4 separate regions of the Mus musculus genome follow, and regions 2, 3 and 4 are each linked to region 1. Evidence: chromatin contacts called from public HiChIP or PLAC-seq and Micro-C data. All regions are on one chromosome and are shown on one strand. Each heading gives the region's core, a stretch centred on a gene start, on an enhancer-like site or on the middle of the called end of the contact. The rest is flanking DNA. Distances are from core to core; before and after follow the strand shown.

Region 1 (3,763 bases), core at 458-2,957:
CCAGCTGTATCTTAAAGAACCCACTTCTGAAAGTGATTATAGAGCGGGATTGGGGAGAAATGTCCTGAGATTGGCAGCCTCACGTTGCATGAAGAAACTTTGTGCAATTGAAGCAAAGGTTGCTCTGTAGAGGCCCAAGACCAAAGGCAGCCAGGCAAGAGAGAGGTAAAGACGGGCAAGAATAGAACAGATTTGAGATGGTAAAAACCCAGTCAAACCCTGTAGAGCACACAGCAAGAGGCAGATAGATCTTCAGGGATATTAGGCTGGGCAATTCCATAACCTACTGCTTGCCTGGTATGCACAAGATCTTGTGTTCCATCCCCAGTAACATAAAAATAATAATAAAAAAAAGACTCTTCACTGAGGCATGGTTTATATAATAGCAAAAGTGTCCAACAATGGGGATGTAGTTAAGTCGACTCTAATGTAGCCATAAAATGAAATATGTGTGATTCAGCTATTCAGATGTTGTGAATTATTTCTTGACTTAAAAGGAGTAAGACAGGAAAGGCGGGATTTAAAATAGTGTTTTTTTATTTCTTATAAAGATGCATGTGTATTTATTTAGAAGAGATCTGTGTGACTCTACTAAGGCATTTACAGATGGAGTGAAAGTCACTTTAAGGGCCAGGGGTGTGGCTCACTGAGGGAGTGCTTGCTTAGCATGTCTGAGGCCCTGGGTTCAAACCATAACATGAGTATATACAGTGGGCTCTCTACGGTGGCTCAGGAGGTAAAGAAAGCCTTACCACTAAGCCTGACAACCTGCGCTTGATCCCCACCATCCACATGATGGAAGTAGAGAACTGACTCCCACAAATTGTTCTCTAACCTGTGCATTATGGCATGTGCACAGTGATACACACCAGATAAACACAATTTTAAAAACACAGACACATATTTTGTATAGTACCTGGTGTTTTAAGTAAAAATAAATAAATAAATAAATAAATAAATAAGAGACAAATGATGATTCCCTGGGGCCCTTCCTCCTCCCAGTTCTCTCATAATTACTGGCCTCATCTGTCTTGTAGTTTTAGAAATTAAATCATGGTGCCTACCTAAAGGACATCTGAAGGCAGACTTTGCATTTTCTAGAACTTGTCACCTTAAGAAGTGTGTGGGAAATGCTCCCTGTATTTTTCTTGGGTAGATGAACTGTGAGTGTGGAACCCTATAAGAGCCCTATATGCTCTACAGTTGGGCCCCAACTTAACATCCAGCTGCCAAGCTTGAGGTACCCGAAGGTAGAGGAAAGAGCCACTACCCATTCATAACGCCATTCAAAAAGCAGCTTGAAGGCTATTCACAAAGTCCTGTGAGTCTGAGGTGGGCTGATTGGAAACGGAGCTCATCTAGATGTGTTCTCTAAGCCTCCTAATGCATGGAGCACGCCCCTAGGGCTCTCAGGGTAGGCAGGCATCACAGTGACCCAACTGTTTTCTGTCTCAGAGCTTGTCTGGAGAGTCTGCTGCCCTGTCCACATGTCCAGTCCCAGGAGCCGGACAGATCCCAGCAAAGGAGAAGTATAGGATCGGTGTGTGGATGCTGGCACCCTCATGTGCCTTGCTGGTGCTAATTCGAAAGCCAGCTTCAGATGTGCTTCTGTGGCCTAAGGAGGAAAACAGCAAACAGGCAGGAGCTGAGCTCAGTGCCCTGACTCATTCTTCCACGTGGGGCTGGTGACACAAAGCTCTGACATTTCCTGTGGCCACAGCCCCCAGAAACAACTAGCAGGCCCTGGCTGAGGTCTGTCTGCCCTGCAGGGAGCTTACTGCTCTTGTCCTGCCTCAGTGTACTCTGGGAGCCTGCAAGGTTATCAGAGCCCAGTACATACATCTTCCAAGCTTGGGGGTGGGAGTGGGGTGGGGTGGGGGGAGGACTGCGTGGGACCCTTTCTTGGCGAACAGTGGGAGATTTTTCCTCTCATAAACAAAACAAACATGAGCCGGAGGGGTGGTGGCCCCAGGGGCAGGCTGGGTGGCCCTTTCCTTCAACCTCTGCATTTGTTTCTCCATGGGGCAGATTGTGGAAGCCTCTGAGAGGTTGGAAAGCCTCCCGAGAGCCTTCTTAGTCGTCATTGCATTTGGTTAACTGAGCATATCACCTCTTGTTGTTGGCCAGGGCTCTGTTACCGTGGATGAGACAGCAAGTTGTTTAAACCCATATCCAGGAGGCAGGTGCCTCTGCAGAACACCCAAGGGGGCAGGCACTCCTCCTCGGTAGGCAGGTGGGGTAGAAGGAACAGAGCCCTTACTACCATGAGGAGTGGAGTCGTGGCCCTCACCCTGCCAGCCAGGCTTCTGGGGCCTTTCCTAGCTGTTGATAAACTGTTGAGATAGCTGTGATGGTGAGGGACTCCTCCCTAGCGCCCACCCCCTCCCGTCCCAGTCTTTTCTCATCTTGGTGATTGCCCCCTGTCTCGTTTACAAAGCTTTTCCAAGCTTGCTGGAGAGCACTGGGCTGCCAGTGCATGCCTCAGCTAGGAAACCAGCGAAGGCTCTCATCCATCACGTGCTCATTACCACTCTGGAAGGCCTCAGGAGGTCAGCTTCCACTGGCCTCTCAGCGCTGTCTGCATTGTGCTGTTGGGGGCCTGACTGCCCTTTCCCAGAGATGACTGTAGCTCCTCTTCAGAAAATATGCTGGGAAAGGTATTCTAAAGGCAGCCAAGAAGTAGAAGGCAGTAGAAGTAGATCTTGCTATTCAGGTACATGGATCAGAGTTAAATATTTTAAGGAATAGTACATCCTATTTCTCTGATATGGATGTCTTGTCTGCTGTCAGGGAGGGTCTGTGGGGACATTGCTATGAAAGTGTGCACTGTGACCCTCTGTGGCTGGGGGGCTGGGTGGAAGAAGCCCTGCAGAGTGAAGGAGTGCTTTTAGGACCTCCCGGATCAGACATGATGTTATAGGAAAATATGCTTTGGCTGAGGAAATAGAGAGAAAGCCGAGGGGACAGAGCAGGAGGCTGAGGACATAAAGCAGATTGTCATCAGGGGATGAGCTAAGATGCTGGCGGGGGGGGTCCAGGGAAGATGATGGAGGATGGTCTGTATCCAAGAGGATGGCCAAGTGATGGAGCATTGGGGTGTTGGTGGTGGGGTGGCTAAGGATACTGTGAGCCTCAAAAGCACAAAGGCCATCATTCAGGCACTAACCCACTGGCCTCTGGCCTCGCCTTTGGCTAAGTGAATTGTTTCCTGGAGGCCCCAGCCATGAGGGGCTGTGTCCCCACGGTGTCTACTCAAAGTTCACAGTAGGGAAGAGGGAGCTGTCTTATCTGTGTCCCCTTGGTAGGGGGGGGGGGCTGAGGTCTGCCCCTTTGTGTGTGTTGCATGGTAGAAGCCAAGAGGGACCATAGCCTGTGTCTATGGGCAGGGAGTCCATAGACCATAGGGCCACACTACCAGGCCACTACAGGTATGTATGTGACTTGGACCAGTTATTGAGGTCCTCTGTGCCTCAGTTTCCTTACCTATAAAAGGGGAGAGAGTTACAAGTTGTGTGCTATATAACTAACTGTGCAAAGTAGGCAGTTCAATGGTGTTTCATATATTCAGAGTTATGCAACCAATTTCCATCATCCACAAACAAGCCTCGTATGTATTAACAGTTATTCTCCATCTCCCCTGCCCTGTCTCAGCTCCTGGCAACCATTATCTACTTCTGTCTTTGTGGATTATGGAATGTCATACTAATGTGATCCTCTGTGACTAGTGGTTTTTAACATCATGTTTTCAAGGTTTGTCCACATT
Region 2 (3,763 bases), core at 920-3,419, 240 kb after region 1:
TAAGAGAGGACTGCGGTTGGGAGGCAGGGCATGAGGAATGAAAGCAGAAGATCCCAAAACCTCGCTGGGCTGGCGAGAGGATAGACAGCACGGGGGAGCATACAGGTGTCGTCCCCTCCCCCGGCTGGCTGCAGTGCTGCTTTCTGCTTGTGTAGTGGCACACACTCTGAAGTCCTTTTCTTTTCTCTTATTATTATTTTTGGTTTGGTTTGGTTTGGTTTTGGTTTTTCAAGACAGGGTCTCTCTGCATAGTCTTGTGCTATCTGGAACTCACTCTGTAGACTAGGCTGGCCTTGATCCTCCTGTCTCTGCCTCCTGAGAGCTAGGATTAAATGCGCGCACTACCATCGTCCAGAATTATTTGTAACTGATAATAATCATCACACAAGTGCCAGGAAAGTCATCTTAATTTATCACGGACATATACATCACAGGGCAAACCAAAGCCATTAAGGAGGCGTCACCTCCCGATTCTCCACCTTGAGCTTATCTGAATGAAAACTGCATAGTGTATTATACACTTTCTCCTAACATTGGGAGGTTTATCCTTGCAATTTATTACTGAGCAGAAATGAAATTTAAGTCAAATAAGTATTTTTATACAAGTCAGCATGGTGTTCTACTCCAGTGGAGACCCCAGCCACCATATATCACAGAACACTACAGAGTGCCATGCTCTCGGCCACGCTCAGTTACTGACGTCTGTTTTCACAGATGTCCCAGAGAAGCCACCTGAAAAGCAGTGTACGGCACAGCTGCTCTTGGCTGGGAGCAAGACATACTTGGAAACCTTGTTTCCTAAGTGTTCAAACCCAGAGCAAGTTTCCCAAGTACAAATTAATTACCAAATTCTATGTGTTGACAAGCAAACACTCAACTGTTTATGCTTCAATTCAACAAAGGAAATTTTAGCATATTACTCTTGAACCTCTAAAGCAAACAAGCTCCATGGATAGGATATACTTTGTTACAACCCCCCTTAAAGTGCTTAAAAACATTTTAATCCTGAAATCCAGCATGTAAAGGGAAACCCAAAAGATCTACATATACAGTTTAACAAAACAGTTACAAAGTGAAGACTGTGCAACTATCACACGCTGGCCCAACTTGGCAGCACCATACTGGACTCAGCCTCGTAAAACTCTACACTCATTCAGCCAATAAGCAATCAACAAACATCTGCAATATGCCAGGCAGCGTGTTAGATGCACATTTGGACACTTGGCCAGTATTACTTACTAGCATGTTTGCTCAAATCACAGCTACCACAGAGTTCCTGATTGTCACTTATCTCAGTTTCAATGCAAATAAATACACAACTTATCATATGGACAAGGAACATTTTGCTCCAATAAATCTATCTGGGAGGCTTGAACTCAAGGGATATTTAAGAATATATCACTGTGGAAAGAACCACAAGAAAGGGCTTGATGGCCAGTACCACTCAGATGTGAACTTTTCTCTCTGACCTACACGAACAGTGACTGATTAACCCTTGAGGTTAGGCCTCTTCCTCCACAACAAAGGCCTCTCCACGCGGGAGCTGCTTACAACTTTCCCAAGCACCTTGCAGAGAGCTTTATTTATCACGCCAGGATTAGATCTGAAAAAAGCATTTGTTCCACTATAAAGACAGCAGAAATCCCTGGTTAGAAGACTAATGTTCTTTTAACCCGAAGAAAAACCGAACCCATGGCTCTGCCCGAAGAGAAATAGTTTTGCCTTATTAATCACTAAGTTCTCAAGTCAACTCAGTGTGTGAGAGCCTCAGAAGCAATTCAGCTGTTTCCACATCGGAAAGTTCCAACAGCACATAGTCCAGGATAATGTTAAAACAATACACACGGCAGCACCGCTTCCTTACTAGGCTCCATTTCGCTGGGAAAGGGGGAAATTTAAGCCAAAGGATAATTTACATGAAGAGTCTACAAAGGAGGATGTATGAGATGAGTCACTAGAATGTGGACAGAAAACCTCTTCTAAATTCTTTTAGGATCCATGCAATACACAGAGCAATAGTGTATATAACTTTATAAGAGCAATTATAAAGAATGATCTAGAACTTCACTCACAAATACTTTTGTTTTTATTGGTGCTGGTGATTAAAGTCAGGGCCTTGTGTGTGGCACGAACAGATACTATCACTGAGTCACACCTTTGGCCACATCTCAAGATTATTACTAATGGGATGTGTGACTTAACTATCCTAAGGGGATCTGGGAGCCTCGTAATTGTAAGCTCCTGAGTTTCTAATCTCAGCACTGGGAAACAGGAGAGGGAAGAAGGGAGGGAAGAGGAAGAGGAGGAAAAGTTGGCAGCTAATGCATTAAGAGTGGTGAAGGTTATCTATGAAAGAATACACACACACACATACACACACACACACACACACACACACACACACACACACACACGAGTCTAAAAGGTAAATATCTTTGTCATTATTCAAGCAAGTGTGAGAGTCCTAAAGTCAACAGAGAGTGCTGAGCCAACCTCAGCTGAAAAGCCTGTGAATGCTTAGAAGCCTTGGTGCTCTTCTCCCTCACGGCCACTTCCCCGCCAGCTTGCCCTCTCATTCTATTAAGAGAGTCTCTCCATTTGGAACTGTGCCCAATCCTTTTTAAGGGGAAAATTTAAATGCACATACAAAAGTAACGGTAGGGGTAGGTGGAAAAGACCGCAATCCCATCCACCTTACAGGGTAAGGCAGGGTCGGCGCCTCCTCCACAGTGAAGAGGCTTGCTTAGATTACTGGGATAGTTTCCAGGCTAACTGCTCTCCCACTCCAAGACTTCTCATCTGCTCAGTCTTCATCCCCACCTATCCTATCCCCAATCACTATCAAAATTATCTTTCACATTGTAGTAGGGCTGGTAAACTGCCTACAGAGCAAATCTGTCTATCCCCTCTTCTCTCACTATAAATAAAGCTTTATACACTACATTAGAATGCACCTGCATTCACTTATTTACATATCAACTATGGCTGCTTTGCCACACCTTATAATGTGAATTGTTCTTTTTTATCTTTTATTGAAGTCAAGTCAATACTACATAGAAGTAGTACTTTAAACAATTCAGGAGCATTTAGTACATTCATAGTAGTGATCAAATACTAGGTCTAGTTTCAGTCTCTTTACCCCCAAAGCAGTTCAGACCCACTGCCCTTTCTTCCAGTTCACACCCACTGCCCTTTCTTCCAGTTCACACCCACTGCCCTTTCTTCCAGTTCACACCCACTGTCCTTTCTTCTAGTTTATACCCACTGCCTTTTCTTTCAATTCACACCCACTGTCCTTTCTTCCAGTTCACATCCACTGCCTTTTCCTTCAGTTCCTGGGGATCGCCAATCTAGAGTTTTACAGCTATGCATTTACCTATTACAGATATTTCAAGTCAATGGGATTATACAACATGTGAAAGACAGTGTCTGGCTTCTTCTACCAAGTACAATGTTTTCATGTTCTTCTACATTGTAGAATATGCCAGCAGCTATTCCTTCCATCAGCTGAATAAATACTTCATGGTGTGGAGGAACCACATTCTGTTTATAGACAACTATGTCTACTTTGACACAACTGCAATGGCCACAGATGTGCCAGAGAGCATATGGCTGGTCCTGTCCTGTTGGCTCTGACCCTTAGCCAGAGAGTTTGCTGACCCCTAAACTGTGCTAACAAATCTTTATCTCCCAGTAGTGGTTTGGAGGATCGGTGTGTATTTTAGGCAGGTAAGTATTACCAAGTGGGTCCTTGGATGGAGAA
Region 3 (3,763 bases), core at 753-3,252, 220 kb after region 1:
GAAGTATTTGCATTTGGTTCCAAGAAGCCCCTTCCATTTCTATCACATGTTGATTTGTGACACCAAGTGCTTTTGCATCAGAAGACAAAAGCCCACCACGTAAAGGCAGTACACTGGCAAGGGAGGCAAGGGAAAGCCGTGAGAAATACTGGGTGCTGTCAACTAGTGGACTCTAGAGTTCATAAGTTTTCTATTCTCATAAAATTTCCTATTTTAATGTCAATAGATCCTACATAAAGGCAGTACATATACTATATATTTTTAGGTGAATTTTATGGTTTTTTTTGTGTCATAATGGACTCTGGAGCTGTAAAATCATTATGACTTTACTATTACTAATAATACTTAAAGCCTTTTTTTTTTTTTTTTTAATAGTGAGCAAAGAACTTTTCTTTCTTTTCTTTTTTTTTTTTTTTGAGACAGGGTTTCTCTGTGTAGCCCTGGCTGTCCCGGAACTCACTTTGTAGACCAGGCTGGCCTCGAACTCAGAAATCCACCTGCCTCTGCCTCCCAAGTGCTGGGATTAAAGGCATGCGCCACCACTGCCTGGCAAGAACTTTTCTTAAAGCTACTAGTTCAGGGGCTGGAGAGATGGCTCAGTGATCAACCACCTTTGTTGCTCTTCTAGAGGACCCAAGTTTAATTTTTAGCATGGAGGCTCCTAACTGCCTGTAATTCTATGCCCAGGGTATCTGATGCTTTCTTTAGACCTCCATGGGCACCAGGTGTGCATGTGGTGCACATACGTGTGTGTGTGTGTGTGTGTGTTTGTATGTATAGTGAAACACCCATACACACATTTAAATAAATAAAAATTCTAAAGTTATTAGTTTAAATTCCTACCTATGGGTTTCCTATTGCAGGGCACCTGGTAGGAACTCCTGCAGTGCTTCTGGAAGCCACCACTCTGGAAGCCACTCCATGGGGATGTCCCCTTGCCTGTTCACACCTTACACATGGTGGGGCGAGGGGAGGCAGTGAGCAGGGGCAGGTTAGGCAGAAAGCAAGGACCCCTGTCATGTTTTCTCCGCACCTCAAACCAGAGCCTTTCATCTGGGTCTGAAATGTGCAACAGAGGCCTGTGCTAAGACCCTTCCCAACTGCCAAACAAATGGACAGGGAGCTCTGTGTACAAAGAGCCAAGAGGTGCAAGAAAGAGCTCAAATAAAGGAACATCCAAGGAATACTCCCAAGACGAAGCCATTAGACACTAAGTCAGTGTCACAAGCTCAGACCTACCAAAAGGCAACAATGTCACACCCTTGACAACACTAAGACAGAACCCTGACTGTTAAAGAAACAAGGAAGGCAGTTACTGTACACTAGGGGCGAGCTTTAGGAAATATGCCCCAGAAGACAGAAAAGGGCATAAAAAGGACGAAACATGTTAGCAAATAAAACTGAGAGGTGGGGGATAAAGAGCTGGGAAGACAGATGAGATAACCATCAAGTAAAAGAAAGAGGACTTTTCTCTGATGTGGTAAACACTGAGTCTTCCTGTAGGAACAACCAAAATGTAAGCATTAGGTATCCGTCGTGGACAGTGTTTATCATCTGCAGAGATTGCGCCTGCGGTTCCTAACATTCAGAATACAGATACAATTCTGCAAGCATTAGGACAGCAGCAAGGGAGGAAACTCCCCAATAAAGGAAGGACACGATCTATCACACAGCATCCAGGAAATACCAGCAAACAATGGGGTAAAGAGATGTGGGGACAAATGACTGTGATCTGGGGGGACTCAGAATCTAGCCACTCGAAGCCTGCATCTGCACTAACCACAGTACCAGCCACTAGGGAGACTGAAGTGAGGTGACAGCTTGAGCCCAGGAGCTGGAGCCACATGGGTGACATAGGAAGGACCTCTATCCAAAACAAAGAAACCATCCTTGAGGGGCTATGGTGTACTCACAAAGAAAGAGACCGCAGGCAACTGCACACGGAGTCAGAGACTACTCGCCCATCTCTGGAATGCAGGGAATGAGGTCATAGAAAAGGCATGAAGCGGGATCAAACTACACAGGTTTGCTAAAGTGCTTAGTGCCTCACAGGATGCAATCACTCACATCTTCTGGCTGTGGCAGGCAGCCTTTGGCCATCGTGCCTCTTAGCCGCCATTCCGTCCCTCCTGGATTTTTATTCTTCCCAGGCTGCACTTGCAGTGAAGTTTGTGGGGTCTGTGGCAGCATCAAAAAAATTGTCTGAGTCGCTAGCTGACTACCCATCTTTAATTTCCATATATTTAAAACCACCAAGAGCTGCCACATTTTCAAACTCCAGCAAGATCACCTGACTACTTTTTTTCCATGGCAGATGCTTTTGTTAGTAACTAGAGCATCGTGTCAGAACACAAAGTGAGTGTCGGCAAGACCAAACAGTAAATACCACATGCTAAACTCATTCCGATTAGCAGAACTATGTGGCGGAGAGACTTTGCCTCACGCTGCACTAATGCTCCCCGTGTGTGGATGGGATCTGTTGGGCCAGCTTCCATTTGCAGATTCCATTTGCGGATTCCATTTGCAGAGAGAGTGACAGAAAACATGATAAACGAACAGTATGTCATAACAAAGAATTACACGGGTGTATGTGTATATACAAATATTTCTGTTTCTATGTCTGTATATGCATGCATAGATTTATATGTTAGAAAGCATATTCTAAATTTTTTGCAAACATACAACATTTATGTCTGAACAACATGTCAGAGACAATATTGTAATATCACTTACAAAGGACATTTATGTACCACACACATACCATTTCCCCACCAAAATATTTTTCAATATTTTCAGTCAGGGGTTGTGGCTCATGCTGATAATCCAAGAACTTAAGGGCAGGATTGCCACCAGTTTGAGGCCGGCCTGGGTTATACAATGAACACCCTGTCCTTCATATTGTTTTCAGATAATGAAGAAATGAATGGGGAGGAGGGGACTCAAGTTGGTTGAGTCATTATATAATAACAGAAGCTATAAATCACAGTAGTCAGTGATACCACAGAGCTTGAATCCAGGGACAGCACAGCCATGAAACTAGGAGCTAATTAACATTTCCATATTGGTTGTGAAATACAAGTAACTCCAATCCACAGTTGAGTCAATTATCACAAAGTGTGTATTTTTTAGTGTCTGTGTAGTACTGAGGACTGCACCCCAGGACCTAGAGCACACAGGACAAGCGTTCTGCCACTCAGCTCCAGGCCCAACCCTAATAATCAGGATGCGGCTATCCCAGTCACATTTTACCTAGGCCAAGAAAGGAGGCTGGAGAAACCCTAATATCATCCTCTCCATCCCACTCCCCCTAATTACTACTTCCTTATCTCTCTCTGAAAAGTAACTCCTATTGTGACTTTCAAAAAACACACAAAAAGAAAAAAAATCTCACCTGTTTGCACCTAGTTTTGTCTTCTGTAAAAGGTCAAAGATTTATTCTTTGCAACCCCCTATGTAACAGATAATTCAGGAAGAATCACTAGCTGACATTAAAAATTGATGGAATAGCGTCTTTAAAGATCAAGTTTCATTGTATCAGTTTATAGTTAGATCCCTATAGAATTGCTACAAGCTTGGATTTTAACCTAAGCAGGAGCTAAACAACATAAAAGAAATCCACACTGAGACAATTGTAACAAGTAATGAAATCTAAAGTCAAAGAAAACTTAAGAGAGCCAAAGGAAAGATACACAGGTGTGGTTTTCTCAACAGAAATCACAGAGGCCAGAAAGAAATGCAAGGGCATTCTTTTTTTTTCCCCATG
Region 4 (3,763 bases), core at 344-2,843, 150 kb before region 1:
GCAGGAGGCTAGACCACCTCTGTGGGACAGTAGTGGAGTAGGAGAAAAAGATGGGCAATTAGTGACACAGAGGAGTAGAATACCTTGCCCAGGTTTACATAGCTCAGAGGTAGTATCTTAGTTTGGGTTTTACTGCTGTGAACAGACACTATGACCAAGGCAAGTCTTATTAGGACAACATTTAATTGGGGTTGGCATATAGGTTCAGAGGTTCAGTCCATTATCATCAAGGCAGGAGCATAACAGCATCTAGGCAGGCATGATGAAGGTGGAGTTGATGGTTCTACATCTTCATCTAACGGCTGCTAGCAGAATACTGGCTTCCTGACATCTAGGATAAGGGTCTTAAAGCCCACACTCACGGTGACACACCTACCCCAACAGGGCCACGCCCTCTAATAGTGCCACTCCCTGGGCAGAGCATATACAAACCATCACAGGTAGCAAAGCCAGAATGCAAACCCAGGACGTCTGGGTTCTTAACTCTGCACACATTGCCCCTCAGCAAATCAGATGCAGTTTAGAAAGGAAAGAAAACCAATGCACTCCAAGGGAAAACTCAATTCTTGGGATTTTTCTTAAAGAGGTTGGCATTCCCGGTTGCTGGTAATCTTGAACCCTGGCATGTCTATCTACACCAGTTGCCCAGTCCAGCCTACCTCTTCCAGAAAACAGACCCCCTTATTATTCAGAAGAGGACACCCTGTGCATGGTGGCAACCTGGGCCCTGCCTCTCCAGCCTGAGGAAAGGATAGAAGTGTGAACTGGCTGTTAAGTCGCCCCTCTGCCCAACCCCTGAAGTGATGGACAAGCTGGTCTTGCTAGGAGGCCAGTGTGAGTCACCTTTGCCTTACACTGTCATGATGCAAAGGTGAGTCACGAATGAGCCTTCTCAGCCACCGTGTTTTCTTCTGCCATGCCTTGTCCTTACAGGTATCAGAGTCCAGTGTCCTGGTCTGCTGCTAGCAGCCTTCCCCAGTGTCAGCAGCACCCTTCTCCAGTACCTGCTGATGCATGCCCTTCCATCCTTCCTCCTGTAGACTCCTCGGTGCTCCCTGGCTCTAAGGAGACAACCAAGGTCAAGAGCCAGATATCCTCCAAGCCCAGGGCAGAGTCACTGATATGCTGGGCTCCCTATACTATTTCTGTCATCTAGGCGTTGGTCCATGCTCTTAAGAGTTAGGACCTGGGGCTGAAGAGATGGCTCAGCGGTTACCAGTACTTACTTTCCAAAGGACCAGGTTTCAATCGCCAACTCTCACATGTGCCTTGTCACCACCTGTATCTCTCGTTCTATGGATCCAACAACCTCTTCTAGCCTCCTGGGCAACAGGCATGCACGTGGTATGCAGACAGATATACGTACAGACAAAACACCCATAAACGTAAACACAAATAGATGACTTTTTAAAAAAAGTTGGGACCTACTGAGTGCTTGGCCTGGGAGCCTGAGGGAGGCAATAGAGGTCCCGTGGGGGAGCCCCTCGGTGAAGTACAAAGATGAGAGTGGGGGTGGGCTCATCTGGAGCCTGTGGGTGAAGTCAGCCCTTGTGCTCCACGCTTGGCCATGCACGAGGTTCGCTTTGTCAGGATGACTCACTGACAACTGCCATTCCTTATGACTTGTGGGCAGAACCCCATTGGCTCTGGGGAAGGGGTGACAGTAGACAGTGGGATGAGACCTTTTTCAAAAGCTTGAAAAGCAAGACCTGCTCCGTTCAGTATCGGATGTCCAATCCTGGGATTCCCCTCATTAAGAGGAGTCCCCTTTATAAAATTCCAGCTGCTGCCAGGCAGGCTCCCCTGATGGGCAGTGTTAAAACATTAAACAATGGCTTTTTCCTTTTCAAGTTCCTCTTCTGAGCCAGTGCAGAGGGCTGGCTGACCTTACTGAGGAAGGCTTGCCCTCAGAGACAGTGGAAGTCTGAGCCCAGACTCACTTGCTTGGATGGGAGCTCCCATCCTCCCGATGGTGTGAGTCACCTCAGCTCTCGCTAACAAGTTAATTTGAATTACTTTTCTAATTTCTCCCAGAGTTACTGGAACAGGTTCTCAAATATCTATTTCGGGAACTCTGGTTTATCAAAAGTTCAAAATGTATTGGTGAGGACAGGAATTCCCAGGTCATTTTTTCAATGATTTCTGAATCATTCTGGGGTCGGTCATATGCCTTCTCTTCATATTGGATCACTCACTCTATTGCCTAAAGTACAGGTTCAGGTTTGTATTACACATTTTATGGCCGACTTCTGCTGCTGAAATCATTGTTTTGGACACTCACACTAGGTATAGTTACTACGGTGATACCACTGTGTGGACAGCAGCTGAAAGGCTGGCTGGTCTCATTGCTCACGACTGCTTGGCTTTGTACTCTGAGGTTCTTCATTTCAGTTCATTTCTGGCTCAGCTGGGTATTCTGAGTAATGGCAGGCCAAGTGCATGGCTAAGCTCTGAGGTCTTGTAAGTCATATGTCTTTCAAAAACTACAGCGTTGTCAGTGGCGGAGCTGCTGGCTTTTATCCTCGCCCCTTCCTGATATATTATAGAAACTGCAGTTAGCAACAACAGCAACAACAACAACAAAAAAATACATGGCTGTAACAATGAAAATACTTAGAGAATGTTGTTGGATAAAAAATAACATAGAAATTAATATTTCTCAATTATTTCTTAAGATTTAGTTTACTATTATACGTCAGTACACTGTAGCTGTCTTCAGACACACCAGAAGAGAGCATCATTACATATGGTTGTGAGCCACCATGTGGTTGGTGGGACTTGAACTCAGGACCTTCAGAAGAGCAGTCAGTGCTTTTAACTGCTGAGCCATCTCTCCAGCCCCATATTTCTCTTTACATTAAGATATGTCCTAGGGGGAAGGCCCCACTTATAATAGCATCAAGAGAAATAAAGATAATAAACTTTAAAATAAGCAATTTTTATGAATAAAACTTTTGAGAGACAGAAAAGACGAGAGCAAATGAAAACCCACATCCTCTCATTATGCAGAAAGATCCAGAACGATACAGAAGTGATGTGGAAAGGATCACAAGTCTAAAAACATGGTAATTAAAACTGCAAAAATCCTTGGACATGTGGAAGAAGCTTGGTCACCTTGAATTTGTAGATGGCTTCGCGGTGATAACGCTTGTGCTAATTATACCTGTGGCTGGGATAAAACCCCAGGACCAAGGCAACTCTGAAGGAAGAGTTTACTTGGGCATATAGTTCCAGAGGGTTAAAGCCTGCAATTGAAGGTATGGGATGACAGCAAGTGGAGTGGCAGGCACAGTAGCTGGAGCAGGAAGCTGAGAGTTCACATCTTAACCACAAGCAAGCAGACAGAGCAAACTAGAAGCAGAGGAGGCGCTTTATCATCATCATCATCATCATCATCATCACCATCACCATCATCATCATCACCATCATCATCATCATCATCATCACCATCACCATCATCATCATCTCAAAAACTACCCCCTGACCTATGTCCACTCTCAGGGCTGCACATTTTTGGGTTTACTCCCCAAAATGCCATCGACCAAGAACCAAGTGTTCAAAAGCCCAAGACTATGGGGACACGTCTCTTTCAAAGCACCACACACCAAAGAATCCAGGGCACAAAAGAAAAATCTGGACAAATTAGACCTCAGAACCAAAACTAAGTTAGATCTAAGAGCCAAAACTCTGCATCAAAGGCTCCAGTCAAGAGTGAAATGCCCACAAAACAGAAGTCTTCCCTGTCATTCAGGTGACAAAGAAC

Evidence for each region. Hi-C and Micro-C count contacts between places; a contact is called where the count stands out from the background. HiChIP or PLAC-seq counts read pairs in DNA pulled down with a chosen protein or histone mark.
Region 2: a contact with region 1 is called in a FOXA1 HiChIP or PLAC-seq map of pancreatic cancer cells. The contact joins two enhancer-like sites. A contact is called at or near these places in 2 of 115 datasets of contacts at active chromatin or transcription factors (the NIH/3T3 cell line and pancreatic cancer cells).
Region 3: a Micro-C map of embryonic fibroblasts shows a contact between it and region 1, with 5 times the contacts expected there. The contact joins two enhancer-like sites. A contact is called at or near these places in 1 of 15 datasets of contacts at CTCF or cohesin (the NIH/3T3 cell line) and 1 of 484 Hi-C or Micro-C datasets (embryonic fibroblasts).
Region 4: a FOXA1 HiChIP or PLAC-seq map of pancreatic cancer cells shows a contact between it and region 1. The contact joins two enhancer-like sites. A contact is called at or near these places in 1 of 115 datasets of contacts at active chromatin or transcription factors (pancreatic cancer cells) and 1 of 9 other capture datasets (pancreatic islet).

Annotation. Positions count from the first base shown.
Region 1 is chr11:68,311,980-68,315,742 of GRCm38.p6, reverse strand. All of the region lies in intron 2 of Ntn1 (netrin 1), which reads left to right. Among named protein-coding and RNA genes, the nearest start is that of Ntn1, 73 kb to the left of the region's middle. Within about 2 kb of position 1,707, at least 96 of the 459 cell types and tissues checked have an H3K27ac peak or open chromatin away from gene starts, as enhancers often do. A contact at or near this core is called in the NIH/3T3 cell line, embryonic fibroblasts and pancreatic cancer cells, where this site is marked.
Region 2 is chr11:68,070,772-68,074,534 of GRCm38.p6, reverse strand. The region is part of intron 6 of Stx8 (syntaxin 8); the gene reads right to left. Among named protein-coding and RNA genes, the nearest start is that of Stx8, 110 kb to the right of the region's middle. Within about 2 kb of position 2,169, at least 21 of the 459 cell types and tissues checked have an H3K27ac peak or open chromatin away from gene starts, as enhancers often do. A contact at or near this core is called in the NIH/3T3 cell line and pancreatic cancer cells, where this site is marked.
Region 3 is chr11:68,088,275-68,092,037 of GRCm38.p6, reverse strand. All of the region lies in intron 6 of Stx8 (syntaxin 8), which reads right to left. Among named protein-coding and RNA genes, the nearest start is that of Stx8, 120 kb to the right of the region's middle. Within about 2 kb of position 2,002, at least 71 of the 459 cell types and tissues checked have an H3K27ac peak or open chromatin away from gene starts, as enhancers often do. A contact at or near this core is called in the NIH/3T3 cell line and embryonic fibroblasts, where this site is marked.
Region 4 is chr11:68,466,236-68,469,998 of GRCm38.p6, reverse strand. The region is part of intron 1 of Pik3r5 (phosphoinositide-3-kinase regulatory subunit 5); the gene reads right to left. Among named protein-coding and RNA genes, the nearest start is that of Pik3r6, 35 kb to the left of the region's middle. Within about 2 kb of position 1,593, at least 53 of the 459 cell types and tissues checked have an H3K27ac peak or open chromatin away from gene starts, as enhancers often do. A contact at or near this core is called in pancreatic cancer cells, where this site is marked.